2 separate regions of the Mus musculus genome follow, and region 1 is linked to region 2. The links are chromatin contacts, called in public Hi-C maps. All regions are on one chromosome and are shown on one strand. The core of a region is the stretch at or near the end of the contact, and the rest is flanking DNA. Distances in the headings are between cores, read along the strand shown. Region 1 overlaps Pxdc1 (PX domain containing 1). Region 2 overlaps Slc22a23 (solute carrier family 22, member 23).

Region 1 (4,680 bases), core at 138-2,637, 380 kb before region 2:
GTCACTTCCCTGGCTCAGAAAAATGATCGCTGAATCCTTACTAAGCAGCGTTAAGTACCTTCTACTTGGTGACTGCCAAGTGTGTTATTTTTACTTCCAAAGGAGTTAATTTGACATATTAGTTAGAATACTTAAGAAAGAATATAATGACGATGAAAATATTAGGGAGGCATTCTTTTAAACAATATTTATTATTTTAGTTTTGTGTCTGTATATGTGTTTTGTCTGCACGTCTGTAGCATGTATATTTACATGTGTGTGCCTGGTGTCCACAGAGGCTAAAGAAGGCACTGGAGCTCTCAGAACTGGAGTGGTAGACGGTTGTGAGCCACCAGGTGGGTGCTGGGAACTGAGTGTGGGTCTTCTGGAAGAACATCAAGTATTCTTAACTGCTGAGCGTATCTTCAGCCCCAGGAAAGCATTTCTGAGGTAATGACTGGAGTCAGTGGCCGACCTGCGGAAGTGAGGGAGCCCCTTTGAGGAGGTGTTGAATTTGGCTGTTGGCTTTAGGGAAGCTTTTAGCTTTGGTATTGTTGGCATTGACATTGTACTGAGCCTTCTAGCACTGAAAGTCAGCCACTGTAAGGGGAAGTCAACACCGTGAGGCCTACAGAGGAAGGAAGGGGCCCCATGGCCTGCTTGCTGTTTTCCTAAAAGCTGGCTATACTTGTCCAGATAATTGTTTTATTTTTTATTTTTTTATTTTTTCATTTCTTTGGGAGGCTAACCTTTAACTTACTATTTAGCGCAGGCTGGCCTTGAACTTACAACAGTCCTCCCTAACTATGTCAACCTCCTCAGTATTGGAATTATAGGCATACACCACTTGCGGGAGAACCCACGACCGTGAGTGCACAGGGTGGGTGGTCCATATGGGCTGTTCATTGTGTAGCAACTTCCTGGTTATCTTAGAGGAGAGCAGGCAGTTTAAGGGCCTAGGGGTCTTTTTTAAACTGGCATCTGAGCTCTAGAACCTTCTATTCAGCTGATTGCATGTAGTGAGGCAGTTTGTCTGGGTTGTCTGAACAATGGATGACTTTTGATCTTGTCATATCATATCCAGATCTTGGGGCTCCTCCACTGGACTCTGGTTATTGTTTGTGTTGTGACCCTCAAGGGTCACCAAGGCAAACCCTCCCTCCCACTTCATTCCCTCCAAGTCTTTCCATTTAAGAAACAGATGGCGATGGTGAAGACCTACACCGACCTTTCTCTTCTTCTCTTGGGGGATTTCTTCCTGCACTCTGGCATTTGGAGAGCCGGTGGGTGCCATGGAGTTGCCACAGATTCCCCTATCTGGGGATGCTGATTTATGGAGCCTGGGACTTGAGAGGCCTGTTTTTTCTCTTTGGATGTTGAGGCTGTAGGTGGTGAGGGCTCCACCAGATGGCAGCAGGCACTGGTTGTACTGAAGAAATCCTGTCAATATTCTAGTGCTTTGGCAAGGATAGCCACTCAGACTTAAGCATTCATTTCCTGTGTTGATCTAAATGTTTATCAAACCCAAGAGCACACGGATGCGGTGCAGCCATGACTACGTAGCACTAAGGAAACAGAGGTCTCAGGTCTCAGCTTCTCTGGGATATGCTAGTAGAACCCGTAGATTTCATCCACAGAAGTAAGTTGTTCCCATCAAGGTTTGATAGGGAATACTTTTTGTTGTTGTTCATTAATCCAGTATCCATTCGATCTTAGCCATAAGCTTTACTATATAGAGATAGACAGGTCATCTAGTTAACAAAAGGATATTGCTTAGGCTTTTGTTCTGTTGTTGGAGTAAACTGAAAATATAATGCTAGGGAGGACTTAGAAAGGAGGAAGGCGGTACTGTGAATGCTTCCGAGGCTGGTTAAAGACCTGCAGAAGAAAGGAATCAGGAAATTGATGACCTGAAGGGTTAATGACAGTTAGGAAAATCACCATTACAACACCATGTACACTAACTGGGAAATATTGCAAATTTTTTCCAGTGATGGAGATAAGCTAAGACCAATGGGGGAAGTTCAAGGAAAAACAGGGTTGTTTGCACAGTATTAAGACCTTGTTCTCTGAGATATTTGATAATGGCAAAGAGAAAGCAACCTACCCATCCCGGTTTAGCATCGCCAGTAGGCCTGTGCACACTGTTGCAACACACACATGCACACACGCATGCCCCATACTTCCACAGAGGGGCACTCAACATGCCTTGTGGGATTCTGCCCAGTGACATATCATCACCGAGTTTTAGCCACCTGGATATCCAGCTCCAAGGAAGAGTTGTGAAGTCGCTCACCTGAATTCCTCACAAGGCCTGCATGAGAAACACGGACAGACCAAAGCCATCAGAGTCAAGGAGATCCCGACAGCTCAGTGTAGCCAAGTTCTGGACTGCATCTGTAGCAGAAGAAAGTAGCAGTAGTGAGGCACTAGAGAAACCCCAATGAAGGGGCTTTACACTCAGTAGCATCATCCACTGGGTATTCCCTGAATGTGATGAGGGACCTTAACTGTACGAAGTATTGACAATAGGGGGGCTGCTATGGGTCATGTGGGAGTCCTGTCTGTGCCTTCATGGCTTACCTACAATTCTAAAATTAACTATAAATTAAGCATTACAGAATAGGAACATAGGAACATGAAAGCATCTTGCGGTCTAGAGAATGGCTCAGAGGCAGAACCATGCCTAGCAAGGCGAGACCTTGAGTTTGATCCTTGCACAGGGTGTGGGGTTAACCTGAAAATGAACTGTTTTCTAGAGTTAGGGATGTGGCCTAAAAAATTAAACCAGCTAGTGATTTTTTTTGCTGTGGGTTCTAAACTGACATGTGAGGAATTCGTATTTTAAGTTTGTTTGAAAATGGGCTGCAGGCACTGTAATATTTCTTTAATTATAACACTTTCTTCAGTTTCTTAATTATTATTCTTGTGTGACAACAGGTGGAAAATCATGAGCAAGTGTCATGGTAATAATGAGTATTATTTGAGACTTAAGTGTTTGTTAGAGTCTTCAGACAATCTTCCTGTTTAATGCAGCTGAGCCCTGTATAGAGGACAACCAAGCAGAACTAACCTGTTCTCCAGGCACAGGTAGCAGGAACAAGGTTGGAAACAGCTGTACTTGGGGTCAGTGTGCATACGTGCTAATGTCGTGGCTTACCAGCAGCACAGCAGTCTGCAGTCCCATAATATGAACATCAACAAGGCCTTACTGAGCTTGAAGGTACAAGTTCTTTGTCCACGTCACTTCCGTTGGTTACTCTCCTCATTACTGTCACTAAAGACACAGCTTAAAGGAGAAAGGGTTTATTTTGACTTCCAGTTTAGAAGGGATACAGCCCATCGTATAGAGGAAGGCATGGTTGTGGGGGTGTGAGACAGCTGGTCACATTGTAGCTGCAGTCAAGAGGCAGAGTAGACAGGAAGTTGGGCCAGGCTATGAAACTACAAACCCACCCCTAAGTGACTCACCCCAGTGAGGATCCCCTCCTAAAGGTACCCCAATCTTCCAAAGCAGCACGACTGGCTGGGGATTAAGTGTTCAAACACACAAACCTACAGGGGACATTTCACCCTCAAGTCACTGCACCACCCTCCAGTAGAGACTGATCCAAGAGTAACTTCCCATTCAGGAGGTTGTTGATCAGTGTGTAGATGGCGACTGGGGAGGGCAGTGCTGCAGGACTATTAGCAAAGTGGTCGTTTTAAACTGATGGCCCCTGCAGGTAGACACACGATAAGCTCAGGCTTTCCTTGTTGTAAATTTTGGATAACCCTTCTTAGGTTTTTAAGTGATGACTCTTCTTAAGGTATTGCTTTTAAGTGAATGGAAGAAATGAAAATATAAACTGTCACAGAATCTTTGCTCCAGTGTTAGCTAGCTCAGGCATAGGGAGAGCCGTGTGTGTCGGGCTAGGCTTTGAGCCTGCTGTGGTACCTGCTTTTGTGTTCGTGATTCTTGGTGAGCCATCCGTTTCCAAGCTGGTTTGGAATGGATGCACTGATGGTTTATAGACTCCATCTGTGTGCTCAGGAGACTGCTGGTTCAGCGTGATGAGGGTAACCTAGGGATGCAGGAGGAACCCAGAGCTTCTGGGGACTATCTTTGGTGAAATACCAGCATTTTGACCAATATCCCTCAGTGGCCTGGATCTAGGACTTTGAGAGATTGGAGACCAATATACTTTAGTGTCCTCAGGGCTATACTGGCCTTAGGAACTCTTTGTCATAGACATCTGAGGAGTGACTTGTTCCAAATCTATTCTGGAAAGTCCAGTAAAGATTCCACATCTTTGACTCTGCAGTTCACATTTAGCAAAGATTAGGCATGCAGATAGCTTCAGGAGTTTGTACAGAAGTGTCTTGCATCCCAGGATTCATTCCCGATCCCGGATTCCCATGGTAGCTGGGAGGATAAGACTTGGGCTGTCAGTTAGCAGTGTGAAGGCTGTACTGGGGCTGCCTGTACTTCCTCAGACAGACAGATTTGGGTCACAGTTAATAAGAACAATAAAGAAAGTGGTTCTCTGCTGCCACACCCTCTGAGTGGGGAGGCGAGAGAATCGGAACTTGTGTGGGGTTCAGTGATTTTCAGTCTGACAGCTCACTTCCTGAGCATCTTTCCTTTGCTCTATGTACCCAGAAATGTAGCTGACCCGAGTTCCCAGACTCCTTTCTTATTGGTTTGCTGAGTCCCTCCCC
Region 2 (5,049 bases), core at 493-2,992:
TTTTCTGTGTGGTTTCTGCCCAATTTGGCTTATCCATTCATACGATGATGACGGTAGAGTTGTTTCTGTGTCTTGACTATTTTGAGTAACACAGTAAATGTGGGAACTCTCACAGGAAGACCATTGATTCACTCACTTCAGGACCCTGATTTTAGATTTTTTAGATATAAATTCAGACATGGGTTTTCTGGGTCATATAGCAATTCCATTTTTACTTTTTATTTTTTAGTAACAACTATATTGCTTTCTATAACACTTTCCATTCATAGCCCCCCCAATGGATAGATTTGCTTCTGAGAGGCTAACTGGTTCCTGAGCCTCTCTGCATAGGCATTCCTTGTTTCTGCTGAGATGCCTGTCCACATTACACTCTGGCAAGACAGTGCGGTACTGGCCTTCTCTTGGGGCTATGTTCAAATGCTATTTCCTTGGCAACACCCTCCCCTGGGTCTGGTTCTCTCTTTGCATTTCTGAATGCAAGGCTCATGTAGCAAGTGAGTCTTTTCTTATTGCTGCCCTCGAGACCAGCCATGTGGCCTGGTCACCTTGCCATCTCCACAACATAGAGCTCTGTGTAGCCCTTTGGAATGAGTGCATGGAAGACCTTTGTGGTACACAGCCTCCTTCTGTTAGAGGTTATTGGTCACTACTCATTGTGTCATGTCAGCTAAGGGGCGAGATGGAATGCTAAATAAGACCATGGTCCTTACTCATTTAACTGAAAGGGTTCTTTCCAATATTTTTGCTATGGCATGTTTTAGGTATCTTTTGACTACCTTGGTATAGAAGTAAATCAAGTACAGAGAATTCAGAAGTTAAGGCCCACATGCTAACTCATTGGATAGAAAGGAAAACTGCACCTTCTGTGGTTGAAGTGACTTCCTTATGCTAGTTGATAAGAAAAACAATCCTTCTTCTGTAGCAACAGCCACATGCTTTTACAAAAAAGAGGTGCAGGAGAAGAAAGGTGTCTGGATAGTTACTAGCAGACTTTCTGAGGCTGTGAAGAGTCCTCCAGCCAACTCTTTGTACTGGGGGCTTTAGAGTACTCGACCTTGTTTAAGGTAAAGGGATGTTTGTTTAGCAAAAGCAATGGTAGGAGTGCCCTTGACACTGAAATGTTGCTGGGATTGGAGGCTCTGGAATGCTATGTGGGCACCACAGCCATGTGGACTTTCTCTCCGGTGCCTGCTTTGGGTCTTGCTTCCTCTTTCAGGATATGCAGCCTGGCTTGCTTACACTAACAGATGGCCTGTGCACTCCAGTCTGGGTCCAGGAGCTGACACTTCTGACAGAACTAACTCTGTGTATCCCAGTGACCATGAACTTCCCTCTGCAGGTGTCACTTCCTTCTTTGTAATGGCGATAGTACCTGATATCTTTATTTATAGGTTGTGAGGGCTTCTGAGGTTAAGCATCTATCTACATGTGCTGTGAAGGTCCTGGGTGTGAATTGCACCTGATTATAGATGCTTTTTTGAGATCTTGGGCAGATTTCAAAACCAGAGGGCCAAACAAGTCCATCCTTACTTCAGAGCCCATGACACTGAGGACAGAATAGTCACAACAGAGTGCTTCAGGCATAGGAAGTCCAGCTCCAAGACAAACACCTCTGTGCCTCACCCCGAAGGGTTGCCCATGATGGAGAAGCCAGTTAGAATGGCACACAGGCCAAGTGTAGGGTCAACTCAGTTTACAGAGGTAAATGAGGAAGTGCAAGGCTGCCAACCCCCTGGGGTGATTTCCCCTTCCCTGGGCGAAGGTCACTGCCTCTCTGACAGGGCTGTTCTCACTAGCCTAGCAGACACTGAGGCTGCACTTATAATACTGTCATATGATCCAATTCTGACAGCAGCTGTGTACTCTCTGGCTGTTTCCTTTTGAGTGTTTCTGGCGGCCGCAGTCATTGAGTCGCTGCAGGATGCTGTGTTTCAGGAAGGCACTCTGAAGAAAGCCTGTGATTTCCTTCATTATTAACTTTATTTTTGGCATTGCGTGTATGCATGTGTATCCCTCTCAGCCCTCTGCCCATCTTCCAATCCTTCACCTCTCCAAAAGCCTCTACTTCCCCATTCGTCCTGTCTCAGGCCCATGATTTGCCTTTAATTAATTCACATCTGTGCTGGCCCACACAGTGTCTAGAACCCTGAACCCTAATCCGTCTTCTTTTTAAAAAGCTTAACACAAACAGAGCCCACAGTACTTGGCCTTTCAAAATTCCTTTTATTTTCATTGTTATCACATTTTAAAAATTGTGTGTGTGCCTGTATATGCACTCACGTGCATGCCACAGTACACATACAGGAGTCAGAGGACAGCTCTGTCTCTCTTTCCATCCTGCGGGTCCTGGGGATTGAATTCAGGTTGTCAGGCTTGGCAGTAGACAAACTTACCCACTGAGCCATCTTGCTAACTATTACAAAAGAAAAAGAAAAGGCCTCAGTGTCCTACCTCAGAGGCTGTCCTGCGTTGGTGTAGGGAGAGAAGGAAACAGGAGCCATTTCTATACCGATACCGGGTACTGTCTGGTGATTAAGCTGGGCTTAGGACATCTGGTTTGAGACTTTAAAAACATAAAGAAAATTAGCAGATGATGCATAAAATGGTGAGATTCTGTCTTCTCTCTGTGGAAATAAATGTTTGGAAGGAACTTCACGGGGGGAGCAGCCCACACATGGCCCAGTTCTGGAGCCTGTGGAGGGCTGATAGGAGAAATGGAGCCCAAACTCACAATAGCCACACCCTGGCCTTTCTCTTAAGCTACTTCCCACTCCCCTACACCGCTGCTCATTCTCTTTTTCATACGTCAATGACAAGAAACTACACACAGGCTTGCACACATAACACAGCTTTTGTAGCTTTTTGCTTGTTTTGTGTTTTGTCTTGTGTTTTGACCAAGGAAGAGTTTCTTTGTTACCAGGAATAGAACATAAGAAGTGATGAACAGGGCATTTATCCTCTTCTTCCTCTTTCCACTAAGACTCGTGTGTGATGATGAGAAACTGATAGCACTCGGGCATCTCTAACCATCTTACTGTGAGGTTCAGCCCTGTGTGGTCCAGACTGACTTTAAACTCACTGAAATCCTCCTGCCTCAGCCTCCTGCATGATAGGATTGTAGCAGTTAGCCCCCACACCTCCTCTGTCTATCTTGTTTTATCTGGGGAGTCAGCAGTCAGTGTGCAGGGGAAAGCTTTAATGGGAGAGTAGCTGCCAAGTTGATGGGTGGAATATGGGAACCCAGAGATATGGACTTGAACATGTCATTGAATGCTAGAGAGGAGCTAGGATTTTGTACACTGTGTAGCACAAGTTCTGATGTGTTTCCCTGTTGCTTCCTTAAAGGAAGGAATAGGACAAAGGCACCCACCTGACTCCTTCAAAGATAGAGTCCACATAGCAACATTTGATCTTCCAAGCAGGGCTTTGTGCTTTTATGTTGCCTACTTGTGGACATATTCTTAATTGACTCCTTAATGGCACTTAAATAGCACTTCTTAATTGACAGGAAAAAGCAAAGGTTAATTGAAGATGACTCTGAATTGTGTGATTTATCTTCTTCTCCATGGTAAAGATTCACTATGTTTCCGAATGATGCATTAAGAAATTAGAGATGGGAGAGCGGGGCTGAAGAGATGGCTCAGTGGTTAAGAGTACTGACTGCTCTTCCAGAGGTCCTGAGATCAATTCGCAGCAGCCATGTGATGGCTCACAACCATCTGCAATGGCCATCAATGCCCTCTCCTGGTGTGTCTGAAGACAATGGTGCTATTAGTTGTGTCCTTGAATGTTTCCCAACAACCTATGTGTTAAAGGGCTGACAGACAGAATGTCATCACCAGAGGATATGAAATCTTGCAGAGGACAGGCATAATGTGGGACGTGCCCTCAAAGCAGACTGTGGAACCCCAATCTCTTTCTCTCTGCTTTATTTCTTGGATAAGGAGAGTGGTGTTTGCTTTACCGTGTTTCCCCTCTATAATGTGCCACCATGCGCCTAACGACAGCAAAGCTGACTGATCATGGGCTGGAACCTTGAAAACTGGAACCCAAAGGAATGCATCCTCTGTGTAAGATGACTTGTTGCGGTGACAGAAAGCTAACTAACACAGATGACATCAGATGACATGAATCAACTGACATCTCCCATACTTGGTTCTCCTCTTCAGTGACCCTGTTTCTCATCCTTCCTATTGTTCATCCATTAACAGATAGTGCATCCATCACCTACTGAGTACTTGCTGCATGCCAGACTCTGAGGATAGAAAGACTGCTGTATTATTGAGACATTTAACATCATCCCTAATATACTTGTGGGTCTGATCATGGTGCAGAGGTCACTGCTGTGGAGGCACATACTAAGTGCAGTGGGGATGGGTGGAGAATCTTTTGCTCCTCCAACCTATATCATATAAGGTCACATGCATCAGAAGAGAGGAAAGGCCCAAGAACCCTCAGTCTCTCATGTATGTCTCCTGTTAATTTGTCACTGAGATCTGGAAGAGATTCTTTGCCTGCCTGGTACTCTTGACTGCTCCAAGGTGAATAGGTCATGTTAGGTGGTTCGTATGGAAGCCCACATGTGCCTGTGACCTCGGAGTTCCTCTGAGCCTTCCATGTGTCTTCTGATATTGACCATGTTAACTTTAAAGTCTTTAAAGACTATCTGTGATTGTCACCAAAATTCCCCCAAGTCTACCCAGAAGGTTTACCCGAGAGGTAAGGTGACCTAGCACCTCTTAGCTTTAGGCTCATGTCAGGGAGTTCCACCACCTGACCACAGAAAAGTCCTTCCCCAGTATCTTCTTAGAGAAAAGCAAAGTTGCATGCTAGAAAGAGATTGGGAACAATCAGTGCCTTGGATTTGGAAGGTGACGTTGCATGTGGCTTCTTCCATGTCATATGACTTGGGGCCAGATCTGGGGTCTTGAGAAACCTGTGGAAGGAAGGGTCTGCCTCTAGTGAGAAAGAGCTGTCTCCTTTTTGATAACCGTACCTCTGAGGGTTAGAAATGACAGAAGCACATTTGAGTGGCAGAGCAAGGGACAG

Evidence for each region. A called contact is a pair of places that touch in the nucleus more often than the background predicts.
Region 1: a Hi-C map of the HPC-7 cell line shows a contact between it and region 2, with 4 times the contacts expected there. The contact joins two enhancer-like sites. A contact is called at or near these places in 3 of 484 Hi-C or Micro-C datasets (the HPC-7 cell line, embryonic stem cells and liver), 6 of 115 datasets of contacts at active chromatin or transcription factors (VIP interneurons, embryonic basal ganglia, embryonic stem cells and 3 more) and 3 of 9 other capture datasets (embryonic stem cells, embryonic tail and embryonic trunk).

Annotation. Positions count from the first base shown.
Region 1 is chr13:34,632,903-34,637,582 of GRCm38.p6, reverse strand. All of the region lies in intron 3 of Pxdc1 (PX domain containing 1), which reads left to right. Among named protein-coding and RNA genes, the nearest start is that of Pxdc1, 17 kb to the left of the region's middle. Within about 2 kb of position 1,387, at least 17 of the 459 cell types and tissues checked have an H3K27ac peak or open chromatin away from gene starts, as enhancers often do. A contact at or near this core is called in the HPC-7 cell line, where this site is marked.
Region 2 is chr13:34,251,629-34,256,677 of GRCm38.p6, reverse strand. All of the region lies in intron 3 of Slc22a23 (solute carrier family 22, member 23), which reads left to right. Among named protein-coding and RNA genes, the nearest start is that of Gm52037, 56 kb to the right of the region's middle. Within about 2 kb of position 1,742, at least 96 of the 459 cell types and tissues checked have an H3K27ac peak or open chromatin away from gene starts, as enhancers often do. A contact at or near this core is called in the HPC-7 cell line, where this site is marked.